3 separate regions of the Pan troglodytes genome follow, and all the other regions are linked to region 2. A link is a contact called in public Hi-C and HiChIP or PLAC-seq data. All regions are on one chromosome and are shown on one strand. Each heading gives the region's core, a stretch centred on a gene start, on an enhancer-like site or on the middle of the called end of the contact. The rest is flanking DNA. Distances are from core to core; before and after follow the strand shown.

Region 1 (3,723 bases), core at 853-3,352, 140 kb before region 2:
GCAACCTCTCCCTCCCGGGTTCTAGCGATTCTCCTGTCTCAGCTTCCTGGGCGGCTGGGATTATAGGCACGCACCACCACGCCCAGCTAATTTTTGTATTTTTAGTAGACACGGGGTTTCACCGTGTTGGTCAGGCTGGTCTCGAACTCCTGACCTCAGATGATCTGCCCACCTTGCCCTCCCAGAGTGCTGGGATTACAGGCTTGAGCCACTGCGCCCGGCCGAGTATAATTTTTTTAAACAAATTTAAATGTACTACTTACCCATTATCTTCAAGGAAAGGACAGAATCCCTTGGTTAATGCTCCCTGAACAAAGACAAAGTAATTATTACTCAGTCAAGGGATCTGGGAGTAATCTTGTGGGCTCTTGAAACTAAACATGCCCATAGGCTGGGAGCAGTGGCTCATGCCTGTAACCCCAGTACTTTGGGAGGCTGAGGCAGAAGGACTGCTTGAGCCCAGGAGTTCGAGGCCAGCCTGGGCAACATGGTGAAACCCTGTCTCTACAAAAAAATACAAAAGTTGGCTGGACGTGGTAGCGCTCCAGGCTGCATGACAGGCGCCTGTGGTCCCAGTTACTTGGGAGGCTGAGGTGGGAGCATCGCTTGAGCCCAGGAGTTCTAGGCTGCAGTTGAGCTGGCTGAGATTATGCCACTGCACTCCACCTTAATTGACACAGCAAGACCCTGTCTCCAAAAAACAATCAATCAAACAAAAAACCCCAAACAAACAAAAACATGCCCATAAAAAGTCAGGGTAAGGAATTAGAAACCAAAAGAAAACCTCCATCTATCTATTCATTCAACATTTACTGAACTCTAATTTTCTTTTCTTGAAGAGAGGAAAGTTTAATAGGCAAACAAACTATTAATAGCATCTGGTGTGCCCTGAGTGCTTGCTATGTGCCAGGGCCAAGTAGGTCTCTATTTTGCGGAAGTTAAAATATGATGTAATCGGGTGGTATGAACATTAAAAAAAATGTAATTGAGGTTACAACCAAGGTGTATTTGGTTTCAAATCCAGATCTTTTTGACTATGCTAAATACAAGCAAATTCAAAAAGGGGAATTAGCTGGCTGCTGTGGCTCACACCAGTAATCCCAGTGCTTTGGAAGGCCGAGGGTGGATAGCTTCGAGGCCAGGAATTCTGGACCAGCCTGGGCAACAAAATGTTAAATAAAAAATTTTTTAAAAATTAAATAAAAAAATTTAAAAAACAAAAAAGGGTATTAAACAACTCACAGACAGATACTGCACAGGATTTTTGGTACGTTTAGGGCATCTGCATGGTACTTGGTTTGTTCTGGGTTGCTGAGAACATTCACAGGTCATACACCAGTTTTCCTTTCTGGAGAGCTTCTGTCTGTATATCTTTTCCTGGAGAATCTGTTTGACATCCACAACACACACTCATTTATTGCCAGAAACGATGATGTTTTATGATTTACATTATGTGTGTACACACACACGCACGCGCGTTCCTTTCTGGCCCTCTTGTTTACCATAAGAGGAAGCAATTACCTTTAGCATCAATAAAAGATTGCAGAATAAATATTTGTTCTTTGTAATGGGCGACATGCACCAGCCCCTAAGACATCCTGAGGTTCAGGCTATCAACGCAAAGTGCACACGCCTCCCATGCGCCGTTTCCTTGCAGTTCCAAATCCCAGATGTCTCAGGCTGCAGCTTCCGTTGCCTTTAACTACATCCTCCTTTTTCCTACAAACCTTCCCCCTCAACCCCTTCGAGACCGACCGGCAGGGCCCAGGGGCGGGTGGCATGACCTTGGTTCATCCTCGGCCGCGGAGACGCGGCGTGACCTTGGCCAAGTCCCCGATTCCCCATCCGCTGACTTGCGCGGCTGGACCGCTCGGTCTCCGCTCCGGCCGCTAGGCGTCCTGCGCCGCTGTTCTTATCTCCCCCGGCTTCCTCCGCGCGCCCCACCAGTTCTACGCCTACGCTGCCGGCGTAGCGGTCGCCTGGAGTCGCACGTCCCTCTCCTTTCAGATGCTGGTTTCCGCCGCGCCAACTGGGAGGGCGCGATTCGCGAACGCGGCCTGCGCTGCGAGCGCGCGGCCGTCCCGCAGGCCGGTGCAGCCTTACGCCGCTGACGCATCGCGCCCAAGATGGCGGCGCGGTCGTCGTCGGGGGTGGCGGCGGCAGAGGGGGCGGCGGCCCTGGCGGCAGCGGAGACGGCAGCCGTGACGGTGGCAGCGGCGGCGCGGGACCTGGGCCGGGGGGAATGAGGCGGCCGCGGCGGGCCAGCGGCGGAGCCGTGTAGCGGAGAAGCTCCCCCTCCCTGCTTCCCTTGGCCGAGCCGGGGGCGCGCGCGCACGCGGCCGTCCAGAGCGGGCTCCCCACCCCTCGACTCCCGCGACCCGCACCGCACCCCCACCCGGGCCCGGAGGATGATGAAGCTCAAGTCGAACCAGACCCGCACCTACGACGGCGACGGCTACAAGAAGCGGGCCGCATGCCTGTGTTTCCGCAGCGAGAGCGAGGAGGAGGTGAGGCGGCAGGCTGGGCGGGCCGGGGTCGCCGGGTCGCCGGCCCCTTCGGGTGGAGGCGCGAGGGGCGCGGCCGCCGGAGGAGGGTGTGCCAGGGCCGCCCCGCTCGGGCGGAATGAAGTTCCGATGGAATTTCCTGAGGCGAAAAAAGGGGGAAGGAGAAAGGACGTTGGGGCTGAGGGGAAGCGGGTTTGAGTGCGGCTGCACAGGGCGCGCCGGGCGGAGGGGGTAGCCGGCTTGCGGCCGGAGCGCTTCGGTTCCGCCGCCTGTTACCGGGGAGAGCGGCCGCGGGAGAAGGCAGTGGGCTGGGAAAAGTGCGGCTTTCGGTCCAGGCCAACGGCTTTGATCCTGGAAGGGCCGCTCCGCAGTTGTCAGCCAGGCACATGTGTGCGGAGGCCGGCGTGCACGAGGCGCGGGCCGGCCTTTGTGGCAGAGAAATACTGCACTTCATTGGCAGGTTTGGGGTTTGCCGAGGGATTATATGTCTGTGAGCCCAAAGCCGAGGGGTGGGGGTGGGGTGTCTTCGGAAGATTTAGGGCGTTGTGCATAAGCCACAGACAGCTGTTTATTTTACATTGCGCTGGGTAGCCTTTATGGTGTAGTCTGAGAAGAAAAGACATTTGATATAATAATCTTTGTGTGCTGAAAATGTTTCATATTAATTGGGAAGACCAAAAGCGGTATTTAACATTTTTGCCCTGACGTTCCTCCACTGCCTTGTGGGAAGACTCTTAGGATTAAATTAGCTAGGAAAATAATGTTTTAGAATCAGTTTCTTTTTATAATAGGTAGGGTACTTTAAAAAAAAATCTCGGCTTCCCAAAGCCGTTTCTGTGGTGATGAAGGGAATTCAGAGAAGCACATGTTTTGTAAATCCACAAAAGAGTAGCTGCTTTGGAAATTCATAAGATGCCTGTGGGAATGCATTTCTCGTGTGCATGGTGGTAAAATGGCAGTTAAACTGGAAACAATGAAGGACAGTGAAATCCAATATGTTATATTGGATTCAGCAGTGGGCTATGGTGGCAGGGCCGCAGTACAGTGCAGTGTCGAAATGGGGAAAGGAACTTGACCCGTTAGTTATGAAAAGAAGCTGTGGCGAAAGAGACAGATGGATTGCCAGGAGTTGCTGTCCAGAGGTATTTAGGAGGAAGTGGGAATTTGAATTACTGCCTGAAGAAAATTAGTTAGTGAATTGTGTTGTTAAGGGATCCCA
Region 2 (3,682 bases), core at 896-3,395:
GCTGGAGTACAATGGCACAGTCTCAGCTCACTGCAACCTCTGCCTCCCGGGTTCAAGCGATCCTCCTACCTCAGCCTCCCAAGTAGCTGGGATTACAGGCATGTGCCAACACGCCTGGCAAATTTTTGTATTTTTAGTAGAGATGGGGTTTCTTCATGTTGGCCGGCTGGTCTCAAACTCCTGACCTCAGGTGATACACCTGCCTCGGCCTCCCAAAGTGCTGGGATTACAGGAGTGAGCCACTGCGCCTGGCCCAAGTTTGGAAAGCTTTTGGTCATGGTTTCTTCAAATATTTTTCTGTCCTTTCTTTCTTCTCCTTTTGGACCTCTAATTATCCATATATTAGGCCACTTACGGTTATCCTGCAACTCACTGATCCTATTTTCATTTTTCTTTTTTTTTTGGATTTTTTTATCTTTGGGTTTTATTTTAGGTAGTTTCTATTGCTATGCCCTCAAGTTCACTTGTCTTTTCTTCTGTAATATCTAACCTGCCATTAATCCTATCCAGTGTGATTAATCCTGTCCAGTATGATTTTTTTAATCTGATATTGTAGTTTTCATCTCTAGAAGATCACTGGGATATTTTTCATACATTCCTTGTCTTAAGTGCTGGGATTACAAGTGTGAGCCACAGCACCCAGCCAGGGTCCTTTTTTTTTTTTAATATTTGAGACAGAGTTTCACTCTTGTCACCAGACTGGAGTGCAATGGCATGATCTCGGCTCACTGCAACCTCTGCCTCCTGGGTTCAAGTGATTCTCCTGCCTCAGTCTCCTGAGTAGCTAGAATTACAAGCTCCTGCCACCACGCCCAGCTAATTTTTGTATTTTTAGTAGAGATGGGGGTTTCACCTCTTTGGCCAGGCTGGTCTCGAACTCCTGACATCAGGTGATCCACCACCTCGGCCTCCCAAAGTGCTAGGATTACAGGCATGAGCCACCACACCTGGCCACCAGGTTCCATTTTTTAATGGATGTCAGATATTATAAAAACTGGATATTTTTGCCTTCCTATAAATCTTCTTGAGCTTCATTCTAAAAGTTAACTGAAAATAGTTCAATCCTTTCAGGTCTTGCTTTTATGGTTTGTTCAGTGGATCCAGAGCTGGAGGACACGAGGATGAGTGAGGCATTAGCTGAAGTGGGCAGACAAGTCCAGGCACTAACCACAGCAGCATGGATCAGGAGGCAGTCAAAACTCGAGCATGGTAGCACAATGTAGTCTCAACCCCACCCTAGCCTCCCGCTTCCTGAAACGGTAGCTGCATGAAGAGGGAAGGCAGAGCTGCAGTTTTCCCGGCTATACTTGGAGGTACTCTCATCAGATATGAAGCCTGAACACAGCAAGACACCAGGCCTCAAATGTAGCTCTGGGGCAGCTGTCAGCAGAGAGCTGTCCAAGAAGAGAGGCCCACCTGTCATCTCATCCCACCCTGCCCTTAATGATCAGGCCAAGGGCCCTGAGAAGTCATCTCATTGCTTGAGCATCAATTAACTCATCTGCAAATTGCGATTGCTCCACTTGCCCTGCCTAGCTCACAAGGGTGTTCTCTCTTAGGAGAAAAGAAAGTAAAATCCGGCTAGGCCCAGTGGCTCACGCCTGTAATCCCAGCACTTTAGGAGGCTGAGGCAGGTGGATCACCTGAGGTCAGGTGTTAAGAGACCATCATGGCGAACATGTTGAAACCCCCTCTCTACTAAAAATACAAAAATTAGCCAGGCATGGTGGTGCACACCTGTAGTCCCAGCTACTCGGGAGGCTGAGGCAAGAGAATAGCTTGAACCAGGGAGGCAGAGATTGCAGTGAGCTGAGATCGTGCCACTGCACTCCAGCCTGGACGACAGAGACCGACTCCATCTCAAAAAAAAAGTAATAATAATAATCCTCACACAGCTTGTTTTACAGACGTTAAGACAGGCGCAGAGAGGGTGGGCGTGCCAGGGCCCTCGGTAGCCCAGACCTGCCGTACTCTACCAGCCGAGCACAGCCCGAAGGCCAGGGAACAAACACAGACGGAGGCCGAGTGGGCCCGGAGCAGGGTCTTGCCGCGAAGGGCCTGGGCTCAACGTTAGAGCGCGGCGCGACCCTATTCTGGCTGCAACGAGAGGGGTGAATGAAGTGGGCGCCGGGGACCTCCCAGAATCGGAGCTCCAGGCGCGGGCGGGCCAGGGGCCGCCGGAAAACTGCGCGCGCCCCGCCCTACCCCGTCCGGCCCCGCGTCGCGTTCTCCTCCCCCCACTACGCAGCCCTCGGCTGCCCCCTGCCGCCGCCGGGCGGACCCTGCAAGCCCCGCTGTCCCCGCCTTCGCACCGCCCACCCCCGCCTCCGGATTGGCGGCTCCAGAAATCTCCAGGCCACCGGCTTTCTGCTACCGGATTGGCTGCGCCCGGGTGCTGAGGCCCGGCCCATTTCCCCGGGTCCTTTGATCACGCGCCTGACGGCTTTTCCGGGGCCCGGGAGCCAACCGAGGGCGTTCCTGTCGGGGCTGCAGCGGCGGGAGGTAAGGCATGGCCAGGCCGGCTGGGCTGCAGAGCGCCGGCACGGGTCCACGCCTCGGGTGACGGGCTTCCAGGATGTTCGGGCGCGGGGCGGCCCATCCGCATCCCCCAACACCCCCACCTCCGGCCTGAGCCTCCCAGCGCCGTGGGAACCACCTCCTGTCCGCTGTTGCTGGCCCGCATCCTAGCAGCGGCCTGACGCCCTCCCCACCCTGGCATGCCCCCTTGACCTGGGACGATGAGCATACGACTGGGTAAGGGCAAGCTCGATGCCCCGTGCCCTACGGACACGGGGGTAGGTCGTTCATACCTTGCCCTCTGATACAGACTCAAGCGAACCTGGGTCGCGGACCTTGGGCCATCAGCGTGCAAACTGCCCCAGGACGATCTCTTTGCTTCTGTCGATGGGGACTGACCCTCTCCACCTCTGCCTGTCAGCTCAGGCCAGGAGGGGAGGGACCTGGGCGGAGCCCCGGGTGGAGACAAGAGGAAGCTGACATCATCTTGAAGATACAATCCAGCTTTACCCACTCGTGTCCACCCTGGCACACGAGACAGATGGGGGAGAGGGTGTTTGGGCTGTATGTCTGAGGTGACACCAGGGACAAGGGCATAGAACTCAGGCATGGAGCCCATCGCTTGAAGTGGAATTGGACCAGGATGGAAGCGGGCTCTTTCAGATGCTCCCATCTCACCCCTGGCTGCAGTGCAGGTCCTTCCTTTAGACCTCATTTATCCATTTTGCTCCACTGGACAGGTGCTGGCAGCCCAGTGCCCCAAAAGGGCTGGGGCAGGCACCTGAAACCTGCACTTAATCTTTCCCCAGAAGCTGAGACTTGTAAATATTTGGCCAGCATCTGAGCTGGGCCCCACCCTGATTTAGGGATAGGAGTTGGGCAAGACTCAGCCCTGGATCCAGGCCTTCCCTTGATCCCCTTTCCTGCCAGGATTTGCCAAGACTCACTGGAGGGTCACACCCAGTACATCTACCTGGAGGATCCCTCCTCCCAGGATTTGACCTGGGACCAGTTTTCATAGATCTTCAGCTCTGGGGGAGGGATCCAGAGTCTGGATGTCACCTGGGTGCAACTGATAACCTCCCTTCCTCCTCCCCAGGGAGCCCAGTGGAGGCGCCCTCCCGAAGCGCCACTGCCCATGCTGACCACCCAGCCCTCCGGCTGC
Region 3 (3,789 bases), core at 1,209-3,708, 170 kb before region 2:
CCCGCCACCATGCCCGGCTAATTTTTTGTATTTTTAGTAGAGACGGGGTTTCCCTGTACTAGCCAGGATGGTCTCGATCTCCTGACCTCATAATTCGCCCGCCTCAACCTCCCAAAGTGCTGGGATTACAGGCGTGAGCCATGGCGCCCAGTCTTTTTGTTTGTTTTTTTTGAGACGGAGTCTCACTCTGTTGCCCAGGCTGGAGTGCAGTGGCGCGATCTCGGCTCACTGCAATCTCCGCCTCCCGGGTTCACGCCATTCTCCTGCCTCAGCCTCGCGAGTAGCTGGGACTACAGGCGCCCGCCACCACGCCTGGCTAATTTTTTAGTATTTTTAGTAGAGATGGGGTTTCACCGTGTTAGCTAGGATGGTCTCGATCTCCTGACCTTGTGATCCGCCTGCCTTGGCGGATCCCAAAGTGCTGGGATTACAGGCCTGAGCCACCGCACCCGGCCTTTTTTTTTTTTTTTTTTTTTTTTTTTTTTTGACAGAGTTTTGCTCTGTCACCCAGGCTGGCCAGGCAATCTCGGTTCACTGCAGCCTTGACCCACGGGCTCAAGCAATCCTCAAAACTCAGATTCATGAGTAGCTGGGATTACAGTCACCCGTCACCATGTCTGGCTAATTTTTTTTTTTTTTTTTTTTTTTTTGAGACAGAATCTTGCTCTGTCACCCAGGCTGGAGTGCAGTGACGAGATCTTGACTCACTGCAACCTCTGTCTTCCAGGTTCAAGCGAATTCTCCTGCCTCGGCCTCATGAGTAGCTGGGATTACAGGTACCCACCACTATGCCCAGCTAATTTTTGTATTTTTAGTAGAGACGGGGTTTCACTATGTTGGTCAAGCTGGTCTCGAACTCTTGACCTCCGGTGAACCGCCCACCTCGGCCTCCCAAAGTGCTGGGATTACAGGCCTGAGCCGCCGTGCCCGGTCCACTTTTCTTTTCTTTTTTTTTTGAGACGGAGTTTCGCTCTTGTCGCCCAGGCTGCAGTGCAATGGTGCAATCTCGACTCACTGCAAGCTCCACTTCCCAAGTTCAAGTGATTCTCCTGCTTCAGCCTCCCAAGTAGCTGGGATTACAGGCGCCCGCCAACATGCCTGGCTAATTTTTGTATTTTTTTTTTTTTTAGTAGAAATCGGATTTCGCCATGTTGGCCAGGCTGGTCTCGAACGCCTGACCTCAGGTGATCCACCCGCCTCGGGCTCCCAAAGTGCTGGGATTATAGGCGTGAGCCACTGCGCCCGGCCCCACTTTCCTTTCTTTCTTTCTTTTTAGACGGAGTGTCGCTGTGTCGCCCAAGCTCTGGAGTGCAGTGGAGTGATCTCGGCTCACTGCAACCTCCGCATACGGGGTTCAAGCGATTCTCCTGCCTCAGCCTCCTAAGTAGCTGGAATTACAGGCGCACGCCAACACACCTGGCTAATTTTTTTGTATTTTTAGTAGAGATGGGGTTTCACTATGTTGGCCAGCTGGTCTTGAACTCCTGACCTCAGGTGAACCGCCCACCCTGGCCTCCCAAAGTGCTGGGATTACAGGCTTGAACTGCCGCGCCCAGCCTCTTTTTTTTTTTTTCTTTTTTAATTTAAATAGAGCCAGGGTCTTGCTCTGTCACCCAGGCTGGACTGCAGGGGCACGAACCCGGCTCACTGCACCCTCCACTTTCCTGGCTCAAGCGATCCTCCCGCCTCAGCCTCCTGAATAACTGGGACTACAAGCGTGCACCATCACAGTCAGTTAATTTTAAAAAAAAATTGTAGAGCTGAAGTCTCACCATTGCCCAGGCTGGTCTGGACCTCCTGGGCTCAAGCAATTCTCCTGCCTCAGCCTCCCAAAATGCTGAGTCAATTTTTTTTTTTTTTTTTTTTTTTTTGAGACAGAGTCTCACTGTCGCCCAGGCTGCAGTGCAGTGGCATGATTCCGGCTCACTGCAACCTCCACCTCCCGGGTTCAAGCGCTTCTCCTGCCTCAGCCTCCCGAGTAGCTGGGACTACAGGCGCCCGCCACCACGCCGGCTAATTTTTTTTGTATTTTTAGTAGAGACAGGGTTTCACCATTGGCTAGGCTGGTCTCGAACCCCTAACCTTGTGATCTGCCCACCTCGGCCTCCCAAAGTGCTGGGATTATAGGCGTGAGCCACTGTGCCCGGCCTCTGTTTTTTATCAAAAAAAAAAAAAAGTCTACTTCTGTGAGTGCATATGAATTTGGAAAAGTGTATACCACAATGTTAATAGCTATTCTCTTTGGTTGATGGGATTATGTTTTTAGTCTTTTATCGTCATCTGATTTATATGTTCTCTCTCTTTTCTTGCTCCAAGAGCATATATCACTTGCATAATAGATTTTGGGCGGGAAAAAAAGAAGAAGCGTTTCTAAAACGACAGCCCAAAATAAGTGACCCTGTACTGATAGAGCACGCAAGCTCAGAAGTTCCCGGCGGCGGTTTACTAGTGCGTGCGTGAGTCCCTCAGGCGGTCAGGCTCTGTGGTCAGATCCGCCAGTTCTTCAGGCACCGCCGAGGCCACCCCAGGCTCCCCGCGGGTCCTGGCGGGGGGCGGGTCCACGCCAGCCCGGAAGAGACGCAGCACCGCGCATGCTCCTTCTTTTCCAGCCCCGGTACCGGACCCTGCAGCCGCAGAGGTGAGTTTCTGTGGAGTTCGAGTTCCATCGGCTCCCATCCGGGCTATCCTGCCGCCTTAGCGGCTGCTCCTCCCCAGGATGCGGGCAGGGGGCCTCTCTCCCACTCCCCACACACCGATTTCTGAGTAGCGATAGGGGCTGGAGGCTTATTTTATGGGGTAGGGGGCCGCTGGTAGGCGAGGGTTGTCCGAGGGAGAGGGGGAGGATGAAGCCAGTGCGTGGCGGAGACTTGCCAGGTGAGACTAGCGAGACGGTGTCCCACCGACACGCTTTTTTCTTCGGAACAGGACTCCCCCGACTGCCTCCTTGCCTGGCACTGGAGCTCTAGTTTGGGGGAGAAGTGGTAGGTAGGAGACGAGGGTGCGAAGGCCTTAGCCCTTCGGTTTGGGGTCTGCCGCCTTCAAGAAGCCGGGGCTTTACCCCTCCGGGCCTTCCCTGCGTACCTTATGGTACAGCCGCGAGATTCCGCGCTGGGTACGGTCGCTGATGGCCTCCAGCTGCTCCCGATAATACAGGGTTTGCTCCTCTCCCCCCCCATTGACCTTTGTAATTGATGAGAACTTAAGGAAGTTTGGCGCGAATGTGCACCACTATCCTGGTTTTAACATACTGTCAACTTTTCCACCTGAATTGTGTTTGGGGGTGGGGACTGACGGAGCTGGCCTCTGCCGAATCTGTTTTGTGGAGTTGAGTCTTCCCACCAGCAGGTTGTCTACGGTTTTGTGTGGGTCACTTTAGGATCAAGAACTTGATTACCAGGCCCCGGCCTCGTTACTCAGAAGTGCTCTTGACAATCGTCTCATTCTTGCAGATGTTGATGCCTAAGAAGAACCGGATTGCCATTTATGAACTCCTTTTTAAGGAGGGAGTCATGGTGGCCAAGAAGGATGTCCACATGCCTAAGCACCCGGAGCTGGCAGACAAGAATGTGCCCAACCTTCATGTCATGAAGGCCATGCAGGTAGGAGGGTGAGGAGGAAGATGGGATGGATCTTCCTCCCCGGGATCCCATCCCGGGATGGGATGGAATGGGATGGAGGGATCTTCCCCTAAGGTTCAAGGCAAGTTCAAAAAGGGAGGTCAGGACTGCGGGGGCTGCTTGGTAACTTGAAGGGCTGGCTGGGACTGGAGACTTGCCTAGGATGATCCAA

What was found. Hi-C and Micro-C count contacts between places; a contact is called where the count stands out from the background. HiChIP or PLAC-seq counts read pairs in DNA pulled down with a chosen protein or histone mark.
Region 1: an H3K4me3 HiChIP or PLAC-seq map of stem cell-derived excitatory neurons shows a contact between it and region 2, with 6 times the contacts expected there. The contact joins the promoter of NUDT3 here to the promoter of SMIM29 in region 2. A contact is called at or near these places in 1 of 1 datasets of contacts at active chromatin or transcription factors (stem cell-derived excitatory neurons) and 1 of 1 other capture datasets (stem cell-derived neural stem cells).
Region 3: a contact with region 2 is called in a Hi-C map of stem cell-derived neural progenitor cells, with 5 times the contacts expected there. The contact joins the promoter of RPS10 here to the promoter of SMIM29 in region 2. A contact is called at or near these places in 2 of 7 Hi-C or Micro-C datasets (a lymphoblastoid cell line and stem cell-derived neural progenitor cells) and 1 of 1 datasets of contacts at active chromatin or transcription factors (stem cell-derived excitatory neurons).

What each region holds. Positions count from the first base shown.
Region 1 is chr5:40,268,245-40,271,967 of NHGRI_mPanTro3-v2.0_pri, reverse strand. NUDT3 (nudix hydrolase 3) reads left to right here and starts at 2,102. Exons shown (of 5, transcript XM_063812372.1): 1 at 2,102-2,507. The coding sequence starts at 2,409.
Region 2 is chr5:40,125,496-40,129,177 of NHGRI_mPanTro3-v2.0_pri, reverse strand. It overlaps SMIM29 (small integral membrane protein 29), which reads left to right and starts at 2,145. Exons shown (of 5, transcript XM_054685711.1): 1 at 2,145-2,502; 2 at 3,617-3,682.
Region 3 is chr5:40,298,332-40,302,120 of NHGRI_mPanTro3-v2.0_pri, reverse strand. RPS10 (ribosomal protein S10) reads left to right here and starts at 2,458. Exons shown (of 6, transcript XM_016955271.4): 1 at 2,458-2,638; 2 at 3,450-3,599. The coding sequence starts at 3,450.